2 separate regions of the Anas platyrhynchos genome follow, and region 2 is linked to region 1. The links are chromatin contacts, called in public Hi-C maps. All regions are on one chromosome and are shown on one strand. The core of a region is the stretch at or near the end of the contact, and the rest is flanking DNA. Distances in the headings are between cores, read along the strand shown.

Evidence for each region. A called contact is a pair of places that touch in the nucleus more often than the background predicts.
Region 2: a contact with region 1 is called in a Hi-C map of liver, with 2.6 times the contacts expected there. The contact joins the promoter of FBRSL1 here to the enhancer-like site in region 1. A contact is called at or near these places in 3 of 8 Hi-C or Micro-C datasets (liver, skeletal muscle and subcutaneous adipose tissue).

The regions. Positions count from the first base shown.
Region 1 is chr16:11,771,682-11,778,486 of IASCAAS_PekinDuck_T2T, forward strand. The region is part of intron 2 of FBRSL1 (fibrosin like 1); the gene reads right to left. Among named protein-coding and RNA genes, the nearest start is that of FBRSL1, 160 kb to the right of the region's middle. Within about 2 kb of position 4,965, at least 4 of the 8 cell types and tissues checked have an H3K27ac peak or open chromatin away from gene starts, as enhancers often do.
Region 2 is chr16:11,933,372-11,940,916 of IASCAAS_PekinDuck_T2T, forward strand. FBRSL1 (fibrosin like 1) reads right to left here and starts at 4,877. Exons shown (of 20, transcript XM_072024428.1): 1 at 4,520-4,877. The coding sequence starts at 4,816. LOC139998817 (a long non-coding RNA gene) reads left to right here and starts at 5,808. Exons shown (of 2, transcript XR_011803797.1): 1 at 5,808-7,545.

The DNA of each region.
Region 1 (6,805 bases), core at 3,715-6,214:
AAAGCAGCAGCTGTGGCAAGTGCTCTAAGAGAATAAATATTTATTCCACCTTAAGTAAAACTGCCTTTCCACCCACGAGTGCAAGCAGAACAATCAAAGAGATCTCCAGGACAATGAGAGGAAAAAGTCCTGCCTGCCAAAGGCAACCAGTGCCAGCACAGCGAAGCCTGGGACACTAGCTCTATGGCTCCCCTGAGGAAAAAGTCCTCTGTTAAAAATCCCTGAGGACTTCAAGCTTGCTTCACAGCCACAAGGATTATTTCCCCCTTTTTCTGGCCAGCTTTTCCTTCAGAATCCGTCAGTATCACTGCTTGCTGCTGGATAACATCACCACAACGCATCACGCGGCAGCTCCTCTGCCGAGGGGCACGAAATGCAACTGGTGCGAGCTGCATTCCTGAGCTTCAGTTCATCTACTTGCTCTGATTTCTGCTCTTTTTGAATCTGAGCATTCATCTTTTAAAACACTCTTCTGTGATAACAAAACAAGATGGATCCTATTCCTTTTTGCTCCAGATGCAGAAGTATTATTTCAATTAGGAAGGAAACAGCCCTTGTCGCCGCAATTGCTGAAGATGCACAGAACGGATAACCAAGCAGCCGAATCCATAAACATTTAACTTGTTGTACTCACTTGGATGTTATCGCCCTTTGTTAATTTTCCCCCCTGTGCTTCCCAGTACCCCTCAGAGGCACAGGACTGAGGGCTAAGAGCCGCATCGCCCCGTTTTTGGCACCAGCCCACACCAGACCTCGAGGACAGGTGAGGGTACAGCTATGCCAGGGGCTCTGTCCGTACCCTAAAAGCTATAGTGAAGGCTAGCTAAAGGAATTATAGCAAGGATTTAACTGGTTAGAGCCACATTTTTTCACACAACTAGTTTATTTCACAGAGAAGAGGAGTCTGGAGCGGCGCGCAGCTCGGCATCTTCCATCAGTGCTACTGTGTGCAACAGAGCGACCGCAGGGCTCCTTCCTAGCTCCATCCCTTTTTTATCACTTGTGTCTTTGCCAAGCGTGATGTTATCTGCACAGCATTTGCACCCAGATTCTTATCTTTCACGTGGCATTATTGCAAATGCAAATTCACGTTTTCTCTGGGTAACAAACAGGCCAGCGGCTGGGCAGCCCCGCACAGTGACGTCGAACAGGAGTGAAATCTCTGCCTCCACCAGTGCCCGGTGACATGTTCAGACTGCAATCCCTGCTGGGCATGTCATGGCAAAGGCAACTGCTGAGAGCATCCTGGATTACAGCCAGGCCCTTCCCCAGCAGAAGAGGGTAATTAGGCTTTGGGCAGCAACTGGAGCCGCTCCTCCGCGCAGGGTTTTCCAGCAGAGGGCACTTTTGATTCACAGACCACTTGCAGCTTTTGTTATTCGCCACCGCCATCTCGGAAAGCTGAAGCAGAGGTGGTGCTGTCTGCTTAAAAATAAAGACATCGTTGCTTTAGTTCTACTTGCCTTCCTCCCTCTCTCCTCCAACAAGTTTTATTAAGTTCTCATCTTTAATTCATGCCTGCAGCAGAGCTGATGTCACTTCTGTGCTATTAAAAAAAGATCCACAAAGCACAAGCCAAGCTTGCAGTGGTATCTCACCTACTTTCCTTCTCTATTTTTATTTTCACTTCCAGTGATTTGTTAACATTCATTAGCTTCAAAACCTGAAAACCTATTCCAACAGAAACATGACTGCAGCACTTGGAGAGGAAAGAAAACAAACCACCTCTTAGACTCCAGCGTCCGTCCCCTCCGAAGGCAGGACACAGCCCACCGCAGACACATCACAAATTAACCCCACCTGCTGCCTGCAGGAAGACTGGGGGGCGCTGGGGACCCGGTGAGATATACAACTTAGCAAGCAGTAAGGTGAATTTCCCTTTGGGAAACCGTCGTGTCACTGTGGATGCAAGGTGAGAACCTGGGAGAAGTATGGTAAGACTGCATGTGGGAGAGTTTTGCAGCAAAGCCCTGGGAATTCAGAGGTTTTCAACTGCTAAAATAGAAAACCATAATGAAAAGGATGTCTTAACCAACCAACACACGCACCTGTCCTAAGGTGAAATGCTGGGAAGACCAAGCACTGCAGTTTTGCCATACCTGCCCCATTTGCAGAAAGCTGGGATGTGGCTTTTAGGCTGTCAGCACCAGGTAGCTGCTGGCCGGGCAGCCTTTGAGGGCAGTAAAGACAGCAGGAGGCCTGTCCCTATGCTTCCTGCTGAAAATCCCGTGCCTGTGCCTACCTGGGCTCCATCCTGGAGCCCAACAACTCAGCTGAGCCCACCAGCATGACCTCGTACTCCCCACACCTGCCATGCGGGCTTCTCCCCGCAGCCTGGAGGCCACGTGTTGGTACCAGAAATTTCCCGGAGGTTATTCGAGGTCACGCCGCAGGCTAGGAGCAGCTCACTGGGTAGTACGTAGCTCAGCCGAACAAGTCATTTCCTCTACAAATTGTATAATTTAGAATCCTTCTGGTTCCTCCCGGCTCGTGGATGAACAGTTTTGTTTTTTCAGAAGTCACAGCAGCGGGTGGTGTGGTCACATTGTGTAAGATAATACAAAGAGCAAAACAATTACTGTCAAAGGAAGAGACACTGTACCATGGGCTTTCTATTTTTTTACCGTGTCTTTTGAGCAGGACTTCTTGCAGAATCGCTTGTTTGTGTCAAGTTTTACCAGAATGTGTGATATTACCAAACATCTTCCCAAACCAGGAGAGGCTGTCATAAACATGCTTAAATGAAATGGAAGAAAATCACTGATGCTCACTGGGGGTGCACAGCACTTGTGTAGCAGCACGTCAGGGAGGGGGGTTATGGGACAAATCAAACCCCAAAGCCCAGAGACTCTTGCTTCTGAAAAAATAGCCCAAATACTTCAACAGTCATGCTGAAGTCAACACAGCTCAGCCAGTTTACCTGGTAACTCCCCAGGCATTTTACAACATTTACGTGTTGTAAGGGGGGGGCAGTATTCACCCTGTGCCCATCAGCGAGGGGAGCTGTACACGTACGGTGCTGAAGTTTGGGCCCAAAAGCCAGAAGGGTGGAATTAGGGCCTTACTATGGATCTCTATTTTGCCTTTAGGGCTTGTAATGGGATTTTTAATTGCAGCATTTTTTTTAACATCTTTGCTAACGTTTTACAAAAGCTGTAACTTCCAATACCAGACACTTGAAGTTAGCACCACACAACCAGTCCTGTTTTTAAAGCCCCAGATCAGCACCAGCTTTTAAATCAGTAAAGAAATTGGGAAAAGGGGATATTTCCCCGTTGGCTGTTAATCACTAGCAGGCCTGAGCATACATTGCCATAGCTACGATTTTAAGAAAAATACATAAAATCTGCAGTGAACTGATGCTTGGCCTGATCTCAAGTCTGCTGAAGTCAACAGGCACCTTTCCACTGCCTTCAGCATGCTCTGAATCATGGTGCTATGGACTGCATCAGGCCCTTACGATAACCAAAACCACCCGAAAACCCCCAGAAGCACCCTTTTCGTTGCACCCATGCAGCACGTGGCTCTGAATACTGAACTACCAGTTTTCAGCTATGGCCTTCAACTAAGCTGCAAGAAAGCCTGGTGGCTATGTCTGAATTTTGTAATTTGGAAAAATGAGGGAACGAGGAGCAAGCTGGCCCCAAGACTGACTGAGAAAGCTGGGTGTTTTTATGTAGATAGCTCTTGGCTGTGTGCCCCCCACCCGCAAACTGCTCTGTGTCACTACACAGGGGCAGCAGGACCTGTCAATATTGCCAGTACTGCCAAGAAGAGTTTGTATCACGATAGAGGCTTCTGGAATTAAAAAACACCACCACAGAGTAGCAAACAAACTGTGCAAGGACGGTGAGACGGCTTTGGGCAGACCTGCCCCCAGCCCAACCTTCCGGCCTCCTCTTTGCCCTAAAAGCACGGGCTGGTTCTCCAAGCAGCCATCCTGCGTGCTGGAGCCAGCTGATGGCCAGCAAAACCACACCGGACTTGTGCCTCCTGCATCCCAAAGCCTCTGGCTGCTCTCCCCAGCGAGGGCAGGGGCAGGAGGGGGCTGCCGCTTGCTCTCGCTGCCACCGCCGCGCTTCTGCCGAGCAGATGCGGTGCCAGGAAGGCAGCGCCTGCGAGCTCCCGCTTGTTCTCAGGCCTGGCAGTGATGGATTGCGTACATCCACGGGTTGGGCACAAACCAGCTGTCTATCTGTCTTCTCCAAACATCTTGCTTCGGTTTCTGTATTATAAAGGTGCCAATGCCTTGTTTCGGGATGCCTCCTGCATAATGAGCACACATTTCTCTGAATATTTTACTGTCACACAGACGGACTGGACTTTTTTTTTTTTTTTTAATTTTGAAGTGCTGTTACTCCCTCCACCGCACGTTTTCTATAATAAAGGTCTTTATGTTCCCAAAGGCACAAAGCTGAAATGACAAACCGCGCTACAGCTTCTGTCTGTACAGAAAGCCATGCACACACGTCCCACTGTCTGCTGCTGAAGCCCGTGCTGCCTGCCTGCCTGCCTGCCCTCCTCCCACTCCTGCCCAGCAAGGTGCTGCCGCTGCAGGCACCGCTGAGCTTCACCTGCACCATCGACTAGGGGGAAAAATGGAGAAAATCCAGCTGGTGTTCCCCTCACAGCCATCTACACCAACACCAAAGGGTAAAGAAGTGCACGAGCTTTGCAAGGAGCCTGAGGCTGCCGTGTCCCATGCTGTAGGTACGCGCATCCTTCGTGCTCGTGTGCTCCTGCGCTGCGTGTCCAGGCACATGCATGGCTTTGTGTGGGATTCAGGTACCACACGGATGTCTGGGGGAAAGGGCTGTAACCAGCACCTACTCAAGACAGTGAACTTGGCAAAAAAAAACAAACCAAAACAAAAAAAACAGCTGCTGAATTCGGGTCTGTCAACCACCAGAATGAAGCAGCAATCGCCCTTTGAAAAGCCTTCCAGTCCTGTGGCGAAAGCCGCGATAAAACCGCCGTGCTGTCCTGCAAAGTCAAAGCAATTCCCAGGGAACACCCTGGATCTGACTGCAGCGTTGCCTATATAGCAAAACCAAAACACAGATAAAAGACATTTCCCCTTTTCTCTCCTGGGAGGAAAAAAAAAGAAAAAAAAAAGGCTTTTTAGGTTGAGAAAGAGATCACAGGGAAGAAAAATATGTAGGAGTCCAGACGAAAGGATAGAGCTGTAGACCAGGCACCGCTGCATCTGCTCCAGCTACTCACAGTTGCTTAGAAAAAGAATTATGAATTTTTCTCTCTTTAGATGTCTTGCCTGGATGCTTTAAAGCAGCCTCAGAGGAATGTGCTCTTGGGTCTGAATCCCGTAGGAAATTATCCTTTGTGGTAGATGGTCTCCCCTTGGGGCCTGTCTGTGTGTTTTGCTTTCATGTAATCCTCCCACCTTGGTTTTCTAATGTAATGCTATCCACATTATTATAGCTCTTTGATACTCTCAAATGGCACTTACTCATGTTGTTGTATTTTCAGCTCTTCCAGACAGGGCCTGACTGGCTTGGATGGCTTGTGGTTCGTGCCATAAATATTTAGTTAAGTCACCAAAAGATATTATGAAGCAATTGCATGCCAGTGGCAGACAGCGCGTACACGACTGCCTGGGCCGTTTGCTCTTTCCAGGCGGGATGTGCTGGTGATGTGCCCCACAAAAACAGCAGAAGACGAAAACTCAAGCGCTGTTCTGCCAGGGTTTACTGACAGCTACCAGTTTTGTGCTTGGGCTATTTTACGTAGCAGTTCCCTTTTCTTTCTACAGCTTCTGTTCCAAGAAAGTTCAGCAGCTTACATGCAATTTCAATTCAGCTCATTGTGAGACTGAGATAAAACTTTACCAACATCACGCTGCGTCCAGCATCCCGACCTGCAGACAGGACTCCTCCTATGCTACCTGTGACTGAAGCTCTCTCAAAAGATATGAATCTTTGCTGCCACTACTGCTCTCATTTGCAACGAGAGCAGGGTTTTGTGGTTTCCTTTCTAGTTCCTCTGCATCACACAACCTCAGCATTAGGTTTGCATCATCTTCGTTGTCTCACCGACGCACCACGGGAATGTAACCAGAACGCGAGCCTCCACTTTGGGTGTTCTCTTTCCTTAATTCTGGCATGAATTTACACCCTGACAACTTGGATCTTTAATATCCCTCCTACACACACGCACAGAGACAACTTCAGTACCTCCCCCGCTCACACAGCAGATACCCTTAAAAACATGAATCAACGTTTACCCGCAGTTTTCCTACTGTGCTATCTAACTACCAGCAGTTATCCCCAATGTGGAGGAACAAACTCAAACACCGCTATGTGGCTGACTGCTCTCCCGCGGTTTCCCTCTTGAAAGTTATCTCCAAATTGTACTGCAGGCTTCAGTAATAGTGAGGAAACGCAGCCCATCAGTTAGGGTAACAGAATATAGGAGGCCTGGCTCTGCTGCTAACCCTCCCCTTGGCTTGCTAGATGCCCACAGGTAATGGGTGTTCATCATGAGCCCACCTCCAGTTTTCCCATCCGTAATAATGCAAAAATAATTCTAAATTTTTCTGCAGAAGACTAGAAAATCAGTAACACAAGTTACATTTTGTAGCTAGTTGATCATTACAAACAACTGTGCGCTGCCTCAAGCTCCGTGCTTTTTTCTAACACAAACTATTTCACCGACACTACACAGGTAAACTTCACAGCATGTGTGAGGTGAGAGCAAGCACGCTCATTAATGGTACTTCCCCTGGAATTTTGAACGTTTCTCTGAACAAGAAACTCAATCTTGGCCTAAAACTGTAATCACATCCCAG
Region 2 (7,545 bases), core at 3,627-6,126, 160 kb after region 1:
GCACATGCGACCAAGCAGATGTTCAGGCTCTGCAGAACGTGCCCCTTGGAGCTGCTTTGCTTTAGCGCCTCTGTATTAACAGCCTCTTGCTCCTCAACAGCAGCAAAAACACATCGTAAGTACCTGCTTTGGAGAAGATGCAAAATCAACAGTGAGGAGAATAAATCAGAGAAGGCTAACAAGCCTTCAGGAAAACCAAAAGGCACCGAGAGCCTTTACAGCACCGTCTAAAAATTACTGGTTTTCCTGCAGTTGAAAACATTTATATATATATATATTTTTTTAAGAAATAACTGTCCATCAGAATCACTAACTCGATACACAATCACTTGTCAATTAAGTAGAAGGAAAAAATATTTAACGTCTAGAAGCTTGTTTTAAAACAGACGGTGAGGCACAGACAACGTCCAGCGCACAGCAGGCGCACAGCGACACGATCGCAAAGCAGCAGCCACCCGGCCAGGCCAGTGGAACTAGCAGAAAACCTTTGGAACAGGAAGTTGCAGTTAAATACACTGGTTTTCTTATCAATGGGAGATCAGAGCAACAGTAACAGCACAGTGTACAGCACACATGTGAGAACAGCCTTATCAAGATAACAGCTGAAGAGCTCATGGATGCTGGCCAGAAGCCTGCGATCACCATGGGGCTTTCTGAACCCAGTGACACCAGAGTGACTCCGGAGTGACACCAGAGCAGTGTCAGTGCTGCCGGGTCTCCAGCTAGGAGCAAACACAAGAGGGGGCAAGGCTCTTGCCCCCCCCGGGGGCTGAGGGTGCCCGTCCTGCTGGCGAGGGCAGCGCCGCTTCCACAAGCTGGGCGCGAATTAAAAGGCCTGGCTTTTTGGCCAGGGGACCTACCACCGCGCCGCTCAACGCGTGTTTGCAAGTGGATTCTCCAGGAGATGCTATAAATAGGTTAAACATTCCTTAAAGGGGGAAAAAAAAAAAGAGAAAAGAGAAACCACAACCCTTACGTACACACCACGAAAGTTAAAATTTCCACAGAGTGTTCCAAAGCTTTGCTGGAATCTGTAAAATTGATAAACAAAAGCCAAAAAGAAAACACAACCCCTTGTCTTTACAACTACTTTGGGAGAACAATTGCTCTCAAAGATCGCATTCATTAACATTCTGATGAAGTTCCCTTTTAGGGCTGTTTTTTGTACTTGAAAGGAACAGCGATGATCAGAGAGAGCCCTCAACTACCGACTCACTCATTTAGCTTCTCTCACTCTGATTCACCAATCACCTTCAAGAATAATTAGCAGCTTCATCTGAACGTAATGAATACACACACATGCTCACATACGTGCCATTCATTTCGGGAGGCGGCCAGAAATCCCCCGTTCCTCGCCACGGCTCAGGACCCATCTCCTGGGCAGCACCTGCCGTGTCCAGGCCGCCCGTGCCGGTGGTCATGGCCAACTCGGGTCCCAGGTTTTCAGCCTCAAAGTCGTGGCCGGGTGGAAAACAAAATGCCCTGCACACCCACCAGCTGCACGGCAACGGATTTATTTGAGAAGATTCAGGGGAAGGAAGGGAAAGGGGAAGTTTTAATTTCATACGCGCAGAAAGAGGCTGCTGCTGCATCCGTGGGCTTTCGGGTTTTTTCCTTAAAATATATATGTATAATCAAATCTGTCTTTACGTGAATAGGGGAGCTGCAAGTCGAATCACAAACTATTACCACAGAAGCAAGATGCGATGTTTTCAGATGACAACTGCCAGGAAAACACTGCCTTGCTAGTTAAATAAAAAAATCCAAAATTCACACGAAGGAGCTAGAAGAGACTTCATAAAGCCACCCCTCAGCATTAACCTTAACTGCTCGCATCACCAGGTCAACACGCGGGAGGCATACATAAAGCACCCATTATTTACAGGAACACCAGCGGTGAGAATTTTCTGAAGTGGGGAAGGGGAATTCACAGTATTTTGAGATAAAGAGAAAAACAAACAGAAAAACCCTTGCCTCTTCCAAACATTTCTGTCGAAGTTCTGCCTAACCATTGAGAAATTTAATTTCCAGGGGGAAACCCAAAACCTAGCTAGCCTATTAAGCTTTATCGCAGATCACTGTAACATCTAATGAAAAACAAACCCAGAAGAAGAACAGAAGAAAGGATCACAACGAACTACCACATATGCAACAAAAGCTCCTTTTAGGATTATAAATTAAATAAAGCAGACTTTCTCAGTTCAGTACAGTTCCTAGGCTGGGCACTCACTTTTATCCTTTCTCCCCCTTCGTGTGCTGTGATGGAGACATGGAGGATTTCAATTCTTATTTATTTCCTAAACATCATTGCAGCAGATTTTAAGTCCTCTTAAAAAAAAATAAAAAATAAAAAAAATTATATATACACACACTGACTGAAATGCAAATCTCCTCCAACCCAGAAGAAAACCACCTGTTGCAGTCAAGTACACTAGAGAGCACAGCTCCACACCACGCAAAATGACCTTGCAGTTTCAGTCATTTACATGGGCATATGCTGCTTTAAAGTAGTTTTGTCTCGATAATCCCCTTCGCTTGCTGCTACACCAAATCTGCCAGACGTCGCCCATTGTCAAAGGCGGTGCTGCACTTCTCGAAGGAAAGCTCACACAATGCAGAGCATTTTCTCCTCTTTCCTGTTGCTGCAACTTATGGAATACACGAGATCATTAGGGCTCCCGGAGCGCCTCAAATGCCAGATACCTCCTGGGTCAGGACCTGCAGGAAAGCGGGGAGCGCTGCTCGCGCTGCTCCTTCTGATGGGCCAGCTGCTACCCCGAGATGCTCAGGCACACGTATCCTCTTGCACGCAGGTAAATACAGAAGGAATCAATTAATTTCAGGTGCTAGTGTAAGAATTCCAGAGGGCACAGTTCATAAAGATTTATATGTACTTTTTTTTTTTTAAGGAAAAAAAAACAGAAGTGCTTCCCCAGCCAGATGTCCTTTGGGGTGGCAGAAGTTTAAGGTCACCTTCTACCCTCACGTGCCCTATTATCAAGGTTACGGTTTGGTTGGTTTGATAACAAGGCATATCCCATTTGAAAAGCACTGAGTTTCCCCTGCAGCCCTGGAGGGACTGTGCTATCATTTGAATTCTATTTCCTGATAATGTGCTCATCATGGTAGAAAATTTCTGCAAGAAGATGAATTTTACTTTCTTCACTGACAGCTCGGCAGAGACTCAGGGCTTTAATTGGACCTATCTGCTGATGCAGATTTGACTAAGAGCATGCCCAAGAAAAAAAAATAATAACACAGACAGGTCTATGGCACTTGTGTAAAGGCACACATAAGCGGATCGCTTGCTCATTATCAGCTGTGTGTAGACAAAGTAGCTGGCTTTCCTGCTAGGACAACACCCCACAAATGACGCTGCGAGAGGCCAAAGAATACCAGTCACCAGCCCAGCACCGGTCACGTTCCCACTCCAGCACGTACACGTACAGGCTGCTCGCCGCCTGCCTAATTTGTGTTTTTGTGGGCGAGGGAGGAGGGCCAGGCTCCCCAAGCCACAACTCCACCATCCCAGCACTGGAATTGATGGCCGAGGCACCAAGGACTTCCCGAGCAGGACAGAGAGCCAAAGGGGATCCCAAGGTCTGGGCGAAAGGTGCTAGGGATCCCAGGGCAAACTTGAACTTACTCACCAACCTCCACAAAATCCTTCATTACTGTAACGTGGGCTAATAGTGAGAGGAAATCTGCGGCAGAGAGCAAACCCAAAACTTTGCCCACGTTTTTTCAACGCAGCACGTCAAAGTGGGCAAAGGCACCAGGGTGGCTCATACGTACTTGGAACTCAAGTTCCTGTGCCTACCGAGCGACTTGTTGGGTGCCCTCCCTCTCGACAGCTCACTTCTTCCCCTCGTACACAAACAAAACAAAAACCAAAAGCCAAAGTCTTTGTTTGTCAATGCCCCTCTGAAAATATTAAATTTCCTGCTCTGCTTAACTTAGCTCAGACAAGGCAGGCAGTATTTGCTCAGCAAATATTGTTTGTAATAAGTTAGACAAGCAATATTTTTTGCCAGCCTATTAACACCAGAAAAATATGTACAGTCAACAAGAGATGAAGAATTTGTTCAATTACTTCAAAAATGGGAATTACAACCAAGGGATTATTATCCATTTAAACATCTCTTTTCCACAAAATGTCAAACACTAGCCATTTGCTAACAATCTCCGGAGACAGATAAAGTAACCTTCTGGCAACGCAAACACAAACTCCGCGAGCCGGGGGGGGGCCGGGGAGGAAGGAGGAGGACAGGAGGGGGGACCCGGGGTAAGGGGGGGCAGGGGGGCACCAGCCTGCAGCAAGTTGCGAGCGGTGCTGCCCGGCATCCCTGCAGGGCTGACAGCGTGATGAAGGCGCAGTAATTGGCATCTACAAAAAAATCAGCAGCGTGCAAGCACCCCGATTCATTTCCCATTTTTAAAAATATATATTTTTTTGTTGGTTGGTTGTTGTGTTTTTGTTTTTTTTTTTTTTTTTTCCCGGTCCCCTTTCGGCTCCTACCTCCAGGGCTTCCAGGGTGTTGAAGCTGGCTATGGCAAAGCCATCGATCAGGTCCTCTTCCTGGGAGCTGGACTCGCGGCGGCGGCGGCGCGGGGGCCGCGCGGTGCGGGCGGCGGGCGGCGGGCCCCGCGGGGCGGTGCAGTTCTGGCCGCCGCCGTTCTCCTTGCCGGGGCTCGGCTCCTTCTCGGAGCCCGACGAGGGGCTCTGGTTGCGGGGGTCGCGGGCCGCCGCCTCCCGCCGCCGCACGCGGTCCCGCTGCGACCGCGACCTCCGGCTCTGCCGGATTTTGCCATCCATCGCCGGAGAAGAAGCAAATCAAAAATGAAAGGATGAAAAAAAAATAATAATAATATAGGGGAACGGGGTGGGGGGGGAGTGGGGGGGGGAGGAGCGGGGGGGATTAAAAAATAAAAATAAGGCCGGGGGTGGGGGGGGAGGATGGGGGCGGGGGGGGCGCGGGGGGTGGAGAAAAGTCGCCCCCCTCCAACTCACCGCTTCCCCTCTCCAAACCCCGGAGCCCTCAAAAAATAATAATAATAATAATAATAATAATTAAAAAAAAATAATCAACAACAACAACAACAAAAAATCCTGCTGTTCAGACCCTCGGATCCAGGGCGATGATAATCCACAGAGCAAGGCTGGGTGGCGGTGGGGCTCGCGGCACACACACACAAAAAAAAATATTAAATCCACGGAATGACCTTGACAAATTTCCACCCCCCGCCCCCCCCACCCCCCCCAAAAAAAAAAAAAAAAAAAAAAAAAAAAAGCAGTAGACGGGAAGAGGAGGGGAGAAAAGAGAGGAGGTGGCGGCGGCGGGGGGGGTATTTCTGGATCAGGACGAGGACACCTCGGGTTCACTCGGCGAGGAAGCGGAGAGGCAGATCCAGGAGGCTCGACCCAGCTCGGGATAAATCCAGCCGCGGCGCCCCCTTCCCTCGGGGGGGTGGGTGGGCAGCACCGCTCCGGGGCCCCCCTCGCTGCTCGGCCGGGGGCCGCCGCGCTCGCCGCCCAACTTTCTTGCCGCGGAGCGAGCCAGACAATCCCCGGGCAGCCCCCGCTGCCGCCGCCGCCGCCGCCGACCCCTCCTCGCCGGGCGCCGCCGCCGGCTCGCAGCCCCCCTCGGGCGCGGCGCCCCCAACGCCGCCGCCGCCGCCCGCTGCCGGCTGGCGCTCGCTCGCTCGCCCGCCCCGGCCCCAGCCCGGCCGCCCGCGGCGCGGCCCCGGCCCCCCGAAGGCGCTCAGTCGGCGCTGCCCGGATGCCGCCCCATTCTCCCCGAGCTGGGACGCGGCGCTAGCACCGCCCGGCCGGCCGCGCATGAGCAGGGCTGCCAGCTGCGCGTCATTCCCCGGCGCAGGCCCGGCCGTGCCCCCGGCCCCCCCCCTTCCTCCTCCTCCTCCTCCTCCTCCTCCTGCTGCTGCCGCCCGCCCCTCGCCTCGCCTCAGCCCGGGGGAGCCGAGGCCCGCCCTCGCCGCCCCGAAAAGTTTTCCCCCCCCCCGGCCCGGCCGCGGGTCCCCGTCTCGCCTCCCTTCCTCCCTGCCCCGCTGGGGAAATGGAGGGCGGCGCGGCCGGGGGAGCTGCTGGGGGCGAGGGGAGGGCGAGGGGCAAAAGGAGGAGCCGAGGGGAGAGAGGGGGCTTGGAAGATGAGGCGGGGGCTGAGGAATGGGGTGGGAGGTGAAGGGGCAGGGGGAGCTGAGGGGTGGGTTGGGGGTCGCGTGAGGGGCTGAGGAATGAGGTAGGGGACGTGAGATGAACAGAGGGACGGGGAGCGAGCTGGGGGATGAGTTGGGGGGTAGGAGATGAGGAGAGGGATGGGGAACAAGCTGAGGGGTGAGCTGGGAGGTGAAGTGCCGGGGGAAAGCTGAGGGGTGAGTTGGGGGTCCCGCGATGGGCTGAGGAGCAACCTGAGGGAAGTCAGGGGATCAAAACAGCCTGCGAGATGAGGTGGGGGTATGAGGTGAACAGAGGGGTGAGGGACAACCTGAGGGGTGTTGGGGGGCAAAAACCAGCTGAGCGATGAGTTGGGGGGTACAGGATGAAGAGAGGGGTGAGGAACAACCTGAGGGATGAGTTGGGAGGTGCAGGGCCAGCGGGAAGCTGAGGGATGTGTTGGGGGTTGTGTGATGGGCTGAGGAACAACCTGGGGGTTGTTGGGGGAACAAGATGAAAAGGATGAGGAACAAGCTGAGGGATGAGTTATGGGAATGATGAACGGAGGGATGAGGAACAAGTTGGGGGTGATGGACAAGCCGAGGGCTGAGCCAGCAAACAAGCTGGGGGACAAGATGATGAGGAGGGTGCAGGGGAGCTGGGCACAAAGGCCAGGGCACAGACAGGGAGAGAGGAGACCCTTCCCCCTTCAGTACCCCCTGCTCTGCATCCATCCGCCTTGCCGAGGCTTCACCTGAGCTCTGTGGTGCAGGAGGAGGCCGCAGTTCCCTCCTTGTTTCCCAGCTCTTCCAGGCCCTCTCCTCGCTCTGGGGTCACCCCCAGGCCTTGGCCAGGGCTCTGTCCCCAGGCCATCCTGGAAGGGGCCCGAGCTGGTGGCCCCACAGCGGCTGTGTGTGGCCCAGCCCCAGGGACAGAGCGGAGCGAGGCGTCTGTGGACCCAGGCCCCCACACAGTGCAGCAGCTGTACCATGCACTGCAATAGTAGCAGGATTTAATCCTCCCGTTATCGTTTTTTATTGCATACGGTTAGATATTACCACACGTTAGCATCACTCCTGGGTACTCCCTTCCTTGTGTTTGGCTGGCTTTGCTCCATTTGACTAAGTTGGCTCCATTCCTCACCTGTTCAGCTGCTTTCCCCTTCCCTGGGGGGTAACCTCGAGTTCTGAATGCAAGAGGAGTAGAAAGATGTTGTGAAATAAAACCTAAAGAAGTCCACTGAGCTTCATAAATAAGCAGGGAAAAAATCTATGAAGGAGATCCAGCGTTAGTGGGAGCGCTGTGGAAGCAAGGGGAGCCAGGAAAGTCTCCTGCCACCTGTGTTCCCATTCAATCATCGCCAAGGATGATCG